Linked DNA regions of Xenopus laevis: region 1 is linked to region 2. A link is a contact called in public Hi-C data. All regions are on one chromosome and are shown on one strand. Each heading gives the region's core, a stretch centred on a gene start, on an enhancer-like site or on the middle of the called end of the contact. The rest is flanking DNA. Distances are from core to core; before and after follow the strand shown. Region 1 holds the start of dok6.L (docking protein 6). Region 2 has its middle 100 kb from the start of socs6.L.

Region 1 (4,855 bases), core at 343-2,842, 240 kb before region 2:
CGCACGTGTGAAGATATAATTGGACTGAATGAAAAGTTGGAGTTAACAACTACACGATCCGTCGCATCAGATGTAAAGTAGCTGTTACTTTACTTTTCATTCAGTCCAATTATATCTTCACGCGTGCGACTTCACCCGACTTGTGGCATGCGTTTTGTTGGCAGGCGTTGATCCGACCAAAAACACTTGTGGAGTCCAGCCCTTAACATCTGAACTGCTTAACCTGTCCAACACATTAAATAATGTATTTCAAAAAAACCTGCCTTATGTGCTTTTATTGTTTAAGTAGTTGAAGAATAAGTTGATTTACCACATTTCTAAATGTAAACTTTCTTTTAAAGAGTTTAGGATAATGTCACACAGCAATTCCGTATGCTTTCATATTAGGAGTGCACACACACGCCAGGCAATTGCAGTTCAAAGCCCCCAAGTCACCCTGACTAAAAATGCCACAATCATCTTGTGCCATTGTCTTTAAGGGCTTAATGACATTTTCCTGTCATAATCATAAGTATTTCCTGCAGAAATAATCAGGTAAGCATATACTGGGATTTTAATTCTGTAAAAAACGCTTACACTACTGTGATGACAACAGAATGACCACAAATATGGGACTCGTACACAATGTTCACAGATGGATACATTATGGGGATTATATACTAAACTCCAAATGCAAAAATCTTGAAAAATGTGTGCTTTTTTTAGTATAAAATCAGACAAAATAACAATTTTTTCTAAATTTATTATACCCAGAGGATGGAAAAGTCCGAATCAGAAAATCTTCAGACCTGTCATGGTTGCATATGGGAGAAGTCCCAATGATTTCTTGATGTGCACTGTGTTTTGTGCAATACCCTGAAGATTTCGGAGATTGTCTGGTTTTCGGGAAAAAAATCGTAAAATACGGATTTTTTCCCACAAAGCAATTTTTCTGTAAAATCTAGTAATAAATACACATAAAAAAAAACATGCGGATAAGATCGGAGTTTGTGGCTGGAAAGGTTGAGATAAATTTGGACTTTGAACCCCCGAAAATGTACAACTGCACCAGATTTCAGACATTACATGTTCTTCATTACAGAATGCTGAACTCGAAGTGTACCATAAGCCTCATTGTTATTGCTGCTATGGCTGCTGTTCTGTTACCTGTTAGCAAATAAACTTGTTGCTCATGGTTAAGATATTCTGTGAGTAAGAACCCCGTGCGGCCAATGCTGACATAGCCAAGTCTACCCTATATCACAGGGCCTGTCAATTTATTTAAGCCATATATATATATATATACTCAGAATTAAAGGTAACCACTTTGCACAGAATTTGTCATAGTACATCTACCTTAAACAGCATTAAATAAAATATGGAAATAAAATTTGTGATAAAAATAAGAATCATTGAGGGCAAAGGTATGGACAAGACCTAATTATGCATGACGTAAATGTATAAGAGATTGTGATGCAGAGGTTTCAAGCCATTCACCTATTCTACGAAGGCTTGCATTTTGCAGTTTACATATCCAATAAAGCATGGTAAAGGATAAGGAGGGGGTGCAGAACAGTGACACTGAGTGGCTGCTTTCGCTGTAAGCTCCTGCTGTTAAACTCCTAGACACAGAGACAGCTCAGCCAGTCAGCTAGCAATGCTGTTGCTGCCGCTTTTTCAGAAACACATGCAGAAGCTCAGGGAGAGTGCATGAATCAATCCAGAGCAGTAGGCTGAAAGAGAAAGCGAATAAGCTGGCTATGGCATCTAACTTCAATGATATTGTAAAGCAAGGCTACGTTAGAATCCGCAGCAAAAAGCTTGGGGTAAGTCTGTTTGCCGTGCTTTCCCTGTTTTTTAGGGTGATTTTGTAAACCAATCCTCTTTTACAGTGATCTCATTTTGTTTGACTGGTAGCCTTTATTTAAGCATTTAAAAGCATTGTGTATGAAAAAGAATCAAATCCTAGCGAGGGAAGCCTTTGACTGCATTGCTAGTGCTAGTTCTGTGAAAGTGCTGCGTGCTGGTACGAGGCAGATTCATTTATCCTTGCTCATGCTGGGAGCTTTACATTAGAGGCTTTTGTACTGGATTTACCTTCTTGCCGGGATCACATTGATATTGCTTGTAGAGGATGTATTTCAGTCAAACAGCACATTGATCCTCTGCTCTGGAATCAGGCGAATAACCTTGCCAGCTGACTATGTGTTGTTAGGATGAGTGGATTAAGGCTAGTCAAATGAATGGAGATCACATTAGATCAACTGTGAATGCCAATTATAATCATTTATTTTGGATTGAATGTACAGCATATATATATTTATAAACTCTACAGCCAAATATAAAAAGGGTATTCATTATTACGGGGCTGGTAAAAAAGAAAGTTTGCTGTCAAATTGTGTTGAATTACTTTCCTGCTTTGTGTTTCATTTAACAAAACTGGAACGTCAATGATTACTGCATGAAATTGTTTATTGACACTTCACAGTACATTTTCTAGTTTCTCATTTACATTGATAAGGTGCATGGACTTTTTTTCCAGTTCATTATAGTAATTTCTCCCTTACATCTCCAAAAGCCAATTAAATAATGTATATCGGCTTGGCAGGTTTGGAACTGAAAGATTAGCCTTTTTCTGTGATAGGTTGGCAGGACTGGATTGGGTGCGGCAAGTGACATTTATTTGTATTTTGTGTGTTTTATTATGCATTGCATTTTTTTTATACTGTGGAACTGAATGATTACAGATCTTGGCAAGGCAGTGTGATGCGAAAAGGCTGGAATAGAAATGTGCAACCTGTGGCCTTCTAGAAGCTGTTGAATTAAAGATGGAGCAAACTTTGTATTAACATCACACAGTACACTAAGGGGCAGATGTAGCAACGGTCGAGGTGAATTTTTGAATGAAAAAAATTCGAATTTCGAGCTATTTTTTGTGTACTTCGACTAGGGAATAGTCCAAATTCGAAAAAAAAAATTTTGAATATCGAAATTTAGCATGTACCATCTCTTGAAAAACTCGACTTTGACCATTCACCATCTAAAACCTGCCGAATTGCTGTTCTATTGACTCCTATTTGGAGTCAATTGGGAGACTTTGAAAAATCGAAGTTTTTTTGGGGAAAAACTTTGAATCGAATTCGATCTAATGCAATATTCCTTAGATTCATACAATTTGATTTCGGCCGAAAACGGACCTACTTGACCAAAAAAAAAACCTTCTAACTTCTACTTAATTTCTGTTGGTCTTTATGAATTCGAATTTCGAAGTTTTTTCAATTCGAAATTCGACCCTTGATAAATATGCTCCTAAATGAATTGATGAATTGGCCAAATGGGGAGATATCTGAATCAAATGTCTAGATAAAGCTTTATTCCTTCTGTGCAACTTCCAACATAACTCGACTAACTAGTCTTAATCTAGCAACTTTATTACATTAAGCACATGCCAAAACATGTACAAAGCTGTATAACTTCAGAAATTCTTCAGTATCTTTTAAAAAAAATATATATATTATATATATATATATATATATGTGTGTGTTTGTGTGTATGGGACTAGTTATCTAGAATGCTTGGGACCTGGGGTTTTCCGGATAACTGGTATTTCTGTAATTTTGATCTTCATACCTTAAGTCTAAAAATGAAATAAACCCAAAAGGCTGGTTTTACTTCCAATAAGGATTAATTATATCTTAGTTGGGATCAAGTACAAGGTACAGTTTTATTATTACAGAGAAAAAGGAAATCATTTTCAAAAATTTGTATTATTTGGATAAAAGGGAGTCTATGGAAGATGGCCATTCCGTAATTCAGAGCTTTCTGGATAATGGGTTTCTGGATAATAGATATATTCTGTGTTTTATTTCAAAGTTTGTACTTTTGATATTTTGACACTGGGAATTTGACAAGGTTTTATGAAACTGTCAGTACTATAATAGCCATTAGCTTGTTGCTGTTATTTTAAGGCTAAAAAAAAGTAGTTTTTGGTGTTTGTTTAAATAAAAAATATGATACATATCACATGTGTCAAGCATAACTTATTTGTAGCAATATGTGAATATCATCTATTTCATATTCACATTGGTCTATATGACTATTTGAATAGTTTTTGCTTAAATAAAAAATATGATACGTATTGCATGTGTCAAGCATAACTTATTTGTAGCAATATGTGAATATCATCTATTTCATATTCACATTGGGCGATATGACTATTTGAACTAGATTGCATGGTTAAGTGGTTTATAGATTCATGGAGTCCCCTGACCAGCAGGGGGTATTTGACGCAGCTTAGAGAGGGGGCAGTATTACCTGCACATCCAGGGATGAGAGGTGAGGCAGAACAAGTGTTTCTTCCAAAAGTGTATATAGTATCCATATTGGAAGCATTGCTCCCATCCACTAGTAGAGCCAGACTGGATTGTTTTTTGGATATAATTGGCAAACTTATGTCATTGTTGCAGATTTTTGGGTCCTTAGGGGATCATCAAGGCCCATGACAGTCAGCCTGCAGATGACATGTTTGGAGTTATAGTGGCAAGCATCCTATGTTATTTAGAAACAGTTATGGGGAAATGTTATATGTTTCATTAGCACAAAAAACATTCACAAAGACCATTACAAACGTTAGTGACCAAGATTTTAAAATATTGCTCTAATATTTAATTTAATTGCATTACCCCTTATATGTATTATAAATTATTATGTTATTTATATTGATTCTCTTTTCTTGTCTCAAAGGAAAACTATCCAAAGGGGGGTTTAGAAGCAAAGGTGGGTTAAAGTGCATCTATAACTTAAAATTGTTCCCCCCTCGAGGTGCAGGCTAACAGCCCACAGTCTGCACGAGAGCCACTTACTTATTATGCGCATG
Region 2 (5,188 bases), core at 1,833-4,332:
ATTGGTCTCGCGATAATGAAAAGATCTTTGCCCAGTTCAATCTAGGTCCTGAATCGGCTTCTACTGTGCATGCTCCCACAAGATCTGTATTGGCAACTGACAGAAGAGGTCAGAAGACCGACAAGATGGCTCCTTTGAACTCTGCTGCGTAACTCTGCAGGTTTATTGCAGGTCAGTAGACAGGAACACTTCTGAACAAAATAGTTATTGCGTGGAGGGACCTTGGAGGGGGGCAGTGGAAGGGGGTGAAGAAGAGGCTGAGGATTGGTAGGGTTTAGTTCTCCTTTAATTGAGAGCATACATACTTATTATTCTATTCTTTTTTAAACCAATTATGTATTCAAGCAGTGCCAACATATTCAAAGGGACTGTACAAAAAAGGGTGTATACATCAACAAATACATAAATTAAGTAAAGAAGGCTAGAAGATATTAGAACTGAAAATCTAAGAACCCTAGAATGTACAGCTTTTAGAGGCTGAGGATGGGAGGACATGAGGGGCAATAGTAACTTAGACACTGGTTTTATAGCCACAGAAGTACAAGTAAGAGGGAAAAAAGGGAGAATGCGAAGAAATGATATATTACAAAATAAACAAATATCCCAATTAACAAAAAACACGATTTAGTCAATACTACCCATAAAAAATGACTTCTCATTGCTATCCAGCTTTAGATCAAGTGGTTGTTCTAGGATAAACAAACTGACTGCATTAGGCAAAACACTTTCTTGAAGCTGGGGTTGCTTACAGGTTGAATCCTCTTCGTTCATTTGGGAGCATATTTATCAAGGGTCGAATTTCGAATTGAAAAAACTTCTAAATTCGAAATCAAAAAGACCAACCGAAATTAAGTCGAAGGTTTTTTTTTTGGTCGAATAGGTCCGTTTTCGACCGAATAGGTACGTATTCGGCCAAAATAGAATCATACGAATCGAAGGAATATCGCATTCAATCAAATCCGTTGCAAAGTTTTTTCCCAAAAAAACCTTTGATTTTTCAAAGTCAACCAATTGACTCCAAATGGGTTCTAGGTGGTCCCCCATAGGCTAAAACAGCAATTTGGCAGGTTTTAGATGCCGAATGGTCGGTCGAATTTTTAAGAGACAGTATATGATAAATTTCGAAATTCAAATTTTTTTTACAAATTCGAATCGAATTTGGACTATTCCCTAGTCGAAGTACACAAAAAATCACCTCGACCTGATAAATCTGCCCCTAAATGTACTGCTAACCATTTTGATAACCATGGCCATAGAACAGACTCTAAAGACAATAATGGTGAATCATGGGCAGGTTTATTTTATCAGACGACATATCTTAATTTTTTCCACATACAGAAGACAACACTAAAAATCTGTTACTAATTAAAAGGGAACCTGTCATTCAATTCTGGTGAAGACTGGCAAACTGTGCTTATATTCCTTTTTTTTTTTTGCATCTTTGAGAGAGAGAGAGAGAGAGAGAGAGAGAAGAAAAATAACCAATAGGAAAGTAAAAGAGTTAAAGAAAGCAGAGCACTCGTTGTCTATGGTGTTCTAACAAAACAAACTGCTACCAGTTCATTTCATTAGCACAAAGTAGGCAATGCTTTTGTTCAAAATGGTGCATACTTATTTGTACAGTGAAATTCAACCATTTAATTACCCTTGGCCCAATATAAATACATTAGAAAATGTTGTCTGTATTTTCACATCCTTATCTATATATTCTGTGGCTCAAACTGAATTCACATGGGGCAATTTTCAGCAGGTGTATTTCACCCAGCTGAAAATTAACCACAATTTCCTCCCACAACTCTAATTCACTTGAATGAAAAATGCCTAGAAATGCAGGTGTGAGCTCTTTTGCCCAGACTATGACAGTGTTCAGGGAGCTAAATCAATTTACATCTGCCATGCTCTTCCCTTCCAAGCGTGGCTTATACTGCAGTAAATGAACCATAAAGCATAGCTGTATTTTGAAGAATATGTGGTAGAAATCAGCATCCATGTTAGAATGGATTGGCCTCAATAAAATTAAATTTATTAAAATGCAGGAAAAAAAAACTAAAGAAAACACAATCATAAGAAAAATAAGGAAATGAAGATAAATCAGCTTTTCAAATGATGTTAAAATATAAGACTGTACCTGTAAAATGGGTATTACTGGATAAATAGATTCAATAAAAGTATTCCAAGTTTGATATGAAATGACAAGGTGTCCTTGAAGTAAATATGAGAGAATCGTCTTTAATGCAGTACATATCTTTAAAGATGAACACAAAACAAAAAAAAAACAAATGGCTAAAAGTAATCCTAAGTACCCAGTTTTAAGGCATTGTGCATTGCACACCTTAATGTCCTATATATATCAGGGGTGCCCAAACTTTTTGCAACGAGGGCCAGATTTGGTAAAGTGAAAATGTGTGGGGGCCGACCATTCAGCCTGACATTCTTTGAACCATTAACATTAAATTACAGTAATCGAGTAATCGTTGCAGTAATATTTGGGCACATTAGTGAAATGATCTGCCACTTGGTCTATACTGCTGCCTGTGTGCTGAAGGTGTTAGCAATAGACATGTACTGTCATGTAGTGACGCCATACTTCTTTAGTTTACTGTACTGGCACATCAATACGTCTATTGACACCTTCAGCCCTAAAGAAGTATACGAAAACAGCGCGTCTCTACATGCCAGTAAGTGGCAGATCATTTCACTAATGTGCCTTAATATTACTGCTATGGGTTCCTGATCGCACTGTGCTGGGGGGGCCTCATTATTATTAATTTCATGATGGAGGCTGTGTCAGGGGGCCTATCGGCTCCCAAATGGAGTAGTACGGACCAAGGAAGAAGCCAGGAACAAGAGTCCAAGATCGAGGTATCCGAAGGGTTAAACAAGAGAATAGTCTGGTCACAGGCAAAGATCTTCAGGCAGGCAGCGAAGGGTCAAAGTCCAGAACAAGCAGGGATCAAGATCAGGGAACAAACAGGAAATCTTCACAGGAACCACCCAGGTACAATGCAGGCAAGAATACCAGGCAGGGTTTCAGTGTCCATGGCGCCCTTTTATGACAAAATCCCGGCACCAGTGATGACATCATCATGCAGAGACGCTGCACCCATGTGTTTAACATGGGTGCCGCCATCTTGGATTTTCATCGGCACCACTGATGACGTCATCATGCAGTGACGTTGCACCCATGTGTTCAACATGGGTGCCGCCATCTTAGATTTTCATTGCGACTACCGGGAAGGTGAGCAGTGCCGTCGGGTTCTTCTGGCAGTCCTGACAGGCTGAGAGCCGGTGTAAATTTGAAAACGGGTGGCACTTTGGACATGCCTGTGCTATATAAATATAGGACATTAATACAGGAGCAGTGACCAGCTCCATGTTGTGGCTCTCACCCTTTCCAGCTACAGTCAGGTGATCCCAGTGGTGGCCAATAAAAGGGCATCCTAATGAATCATATGAAAGAGAGAGGAGGACTGGCCAGACCAGGGGTGACTTTGGCAAAGTTTGCCAGCTTGAATACACTAGCAAACAATCCCTGTTTTGTTTAAAGGGGAAGACATTGATATTAATAATGGGATAGTGCAGAGGACCTATTGTGGTCATAGCCTCATTGCACCCTGTCGAATGGTTTAAAATTTAGTGGTGAGCACAACTTTCCCTTTTTTGTATGTGAGATTGTATATGTTGCATCACATATTTTAATATCACAAAAAAAGTAAATTAAGGCTATGGCACAGGATTATTTATTTCTGGGTGCAGTCCTTGGCTCACAACATTATCTTAAAAATTTGTAAACACTCATTTTCGGCATCAATGTGGCCTGGTCTCCTACAAAAAGCACCATCTTCTCCCTTTACTTCTCTCTCTCTCTGGTGGGGTATTCAAGGCTCTGTCCTAGTCCCTTATTAGTTTCTCTCTATACTTTCTCTCTGGGCAAACTAATCCATTATTGTGGTCTCTAATACCACCTCTACTCTGATAATACCCCCAGGGGGTAATTTATAGAGTTTGTGCACACATATTTATTCTCAAATGGTTGTTTTGCCCGTGTTTCTCCCTGAATGCTGTAAAATTGCACTGCTGTGCTGGTCATTCTGGTTTTTGCAAATTTGCATTGTACACAAATATTCACAAATGGCTCACAAATGAGACAGGTGCTTGAGTGCAGGGTCATTGTGTGCAAAAATAGTGCTGTCTGTAATTTAAATTCACAATTTGCAAAAAACTGTTTTGCAAATATTTTGTCACAAAAGTTGTGACGTAACTGAAACGCCAAGTGTGCACATATATATTTGCAATGATGCCACATTTAAAAGAAAGGAAAGCCCTGGAGCTATAAATGCAGGGGCTGCATGACAAGGGATCCGAATGACTAGCAGCCAAATTACACTGGTTTATATTTAAAGATTGGCAGAATCAGTTGTAGCTGTGAGTGGGTGAGAAGGAATGAGTTAAGGCAGGAAAATGCCAGGCTGGGGGCGGAGAAAGACAGAGATGTGATGTCAGGGGAAGAAGCAGTTCACTTCCTTATCTTTTGAGCAGGTAGAAACATCCCACCCTCCCCTTTTTTGCATATTTTGTGAAATTTCAGGAGCTTCTCTTTATGTTCTCATATTATCTATTAATAGCAAATGTGGATGTATTCCTGCATGTACTGTTATATTGTGGTTTCGGTATAGTTATACAGTATAAACATGAGAGAGTTTGCATGTTATTAGTCCATTTTATTGAATGTCAAATGCTTGATCCAGGGAATGTTTCAGATCGCCATTGGGGTCAGGAAGGAATTTTTTCCCCCTTGAGACATAATTGGCAGTGGCTTCAGGCTGGGTTTTTTTTTTGCCTTCCTCTGGATCAAAACAGTGGATATATGATAATGTATTTTAAGTTTTATTTGTCACAGCAGCGGTAGGACTTTGCCAGAGTACTGCACAGGTAAATTTAGAAGAGGGAAAAAGGAGGTTCTCTCCTGTGACTGCACAATGGGTTGATTGATAAAGACGCTACTACAGCTTGTACTAGGTGACAGCCTGCTTAGATTTTCTATCATCAACACACTGCAGATTCCAGACCGACAGCAGGGCTGCTGAACCTCTCTCATGGTGGGAGATGCAGCTCCTGCTCGTAGCAGAGTTTGGGGCGATCCTATCTGTAGGTAGAGGCAACCTAATACTCAGTGGTGGATATAATG

The links. Hi-C and Micro-C count contacts between places; a contact is called where the count stands out from the background.
Region 1: a contact with region 2 is called in a Hi-C map of the XL177 cell line, with 3 times the contacts expected there. The contact joins the promoter of dok6.L here to the enhancer-like site in region 2. A contact is called at or near these places in 2 of 4 Hi-C or Micro-C datasets (the XL177 cell line and the XTC cell line).

Annotation. Positions count from the first base shown.
Region 1 is chr6L:107,610,867-107,615,721 of Xenopus_laevis_v10.1, reverse strand. It overlaps dok6.L (docking protein 6), which reads left to right and starts at 1,592. Exons shown (of 9, transcript XM_041566352.1): 1 at 1,592-1,805. The coding sequence starts at 1,740.
Region 2 is chr6L:107,371,050-107,376,237 of Xenopus_laevis_v10.1, reverse strand. It overlaps the pseudogene LOC108718542. Among protein-coding and RNA genes, the nearest start is that of socs6.L, 100 kb to the right of the region's middle. Within about 2 kb of position 3,082, at least 1 of the 7 cell types and tissues checked has an H3K27ac peak or open chromatin away from gene starts, as enhancers often do.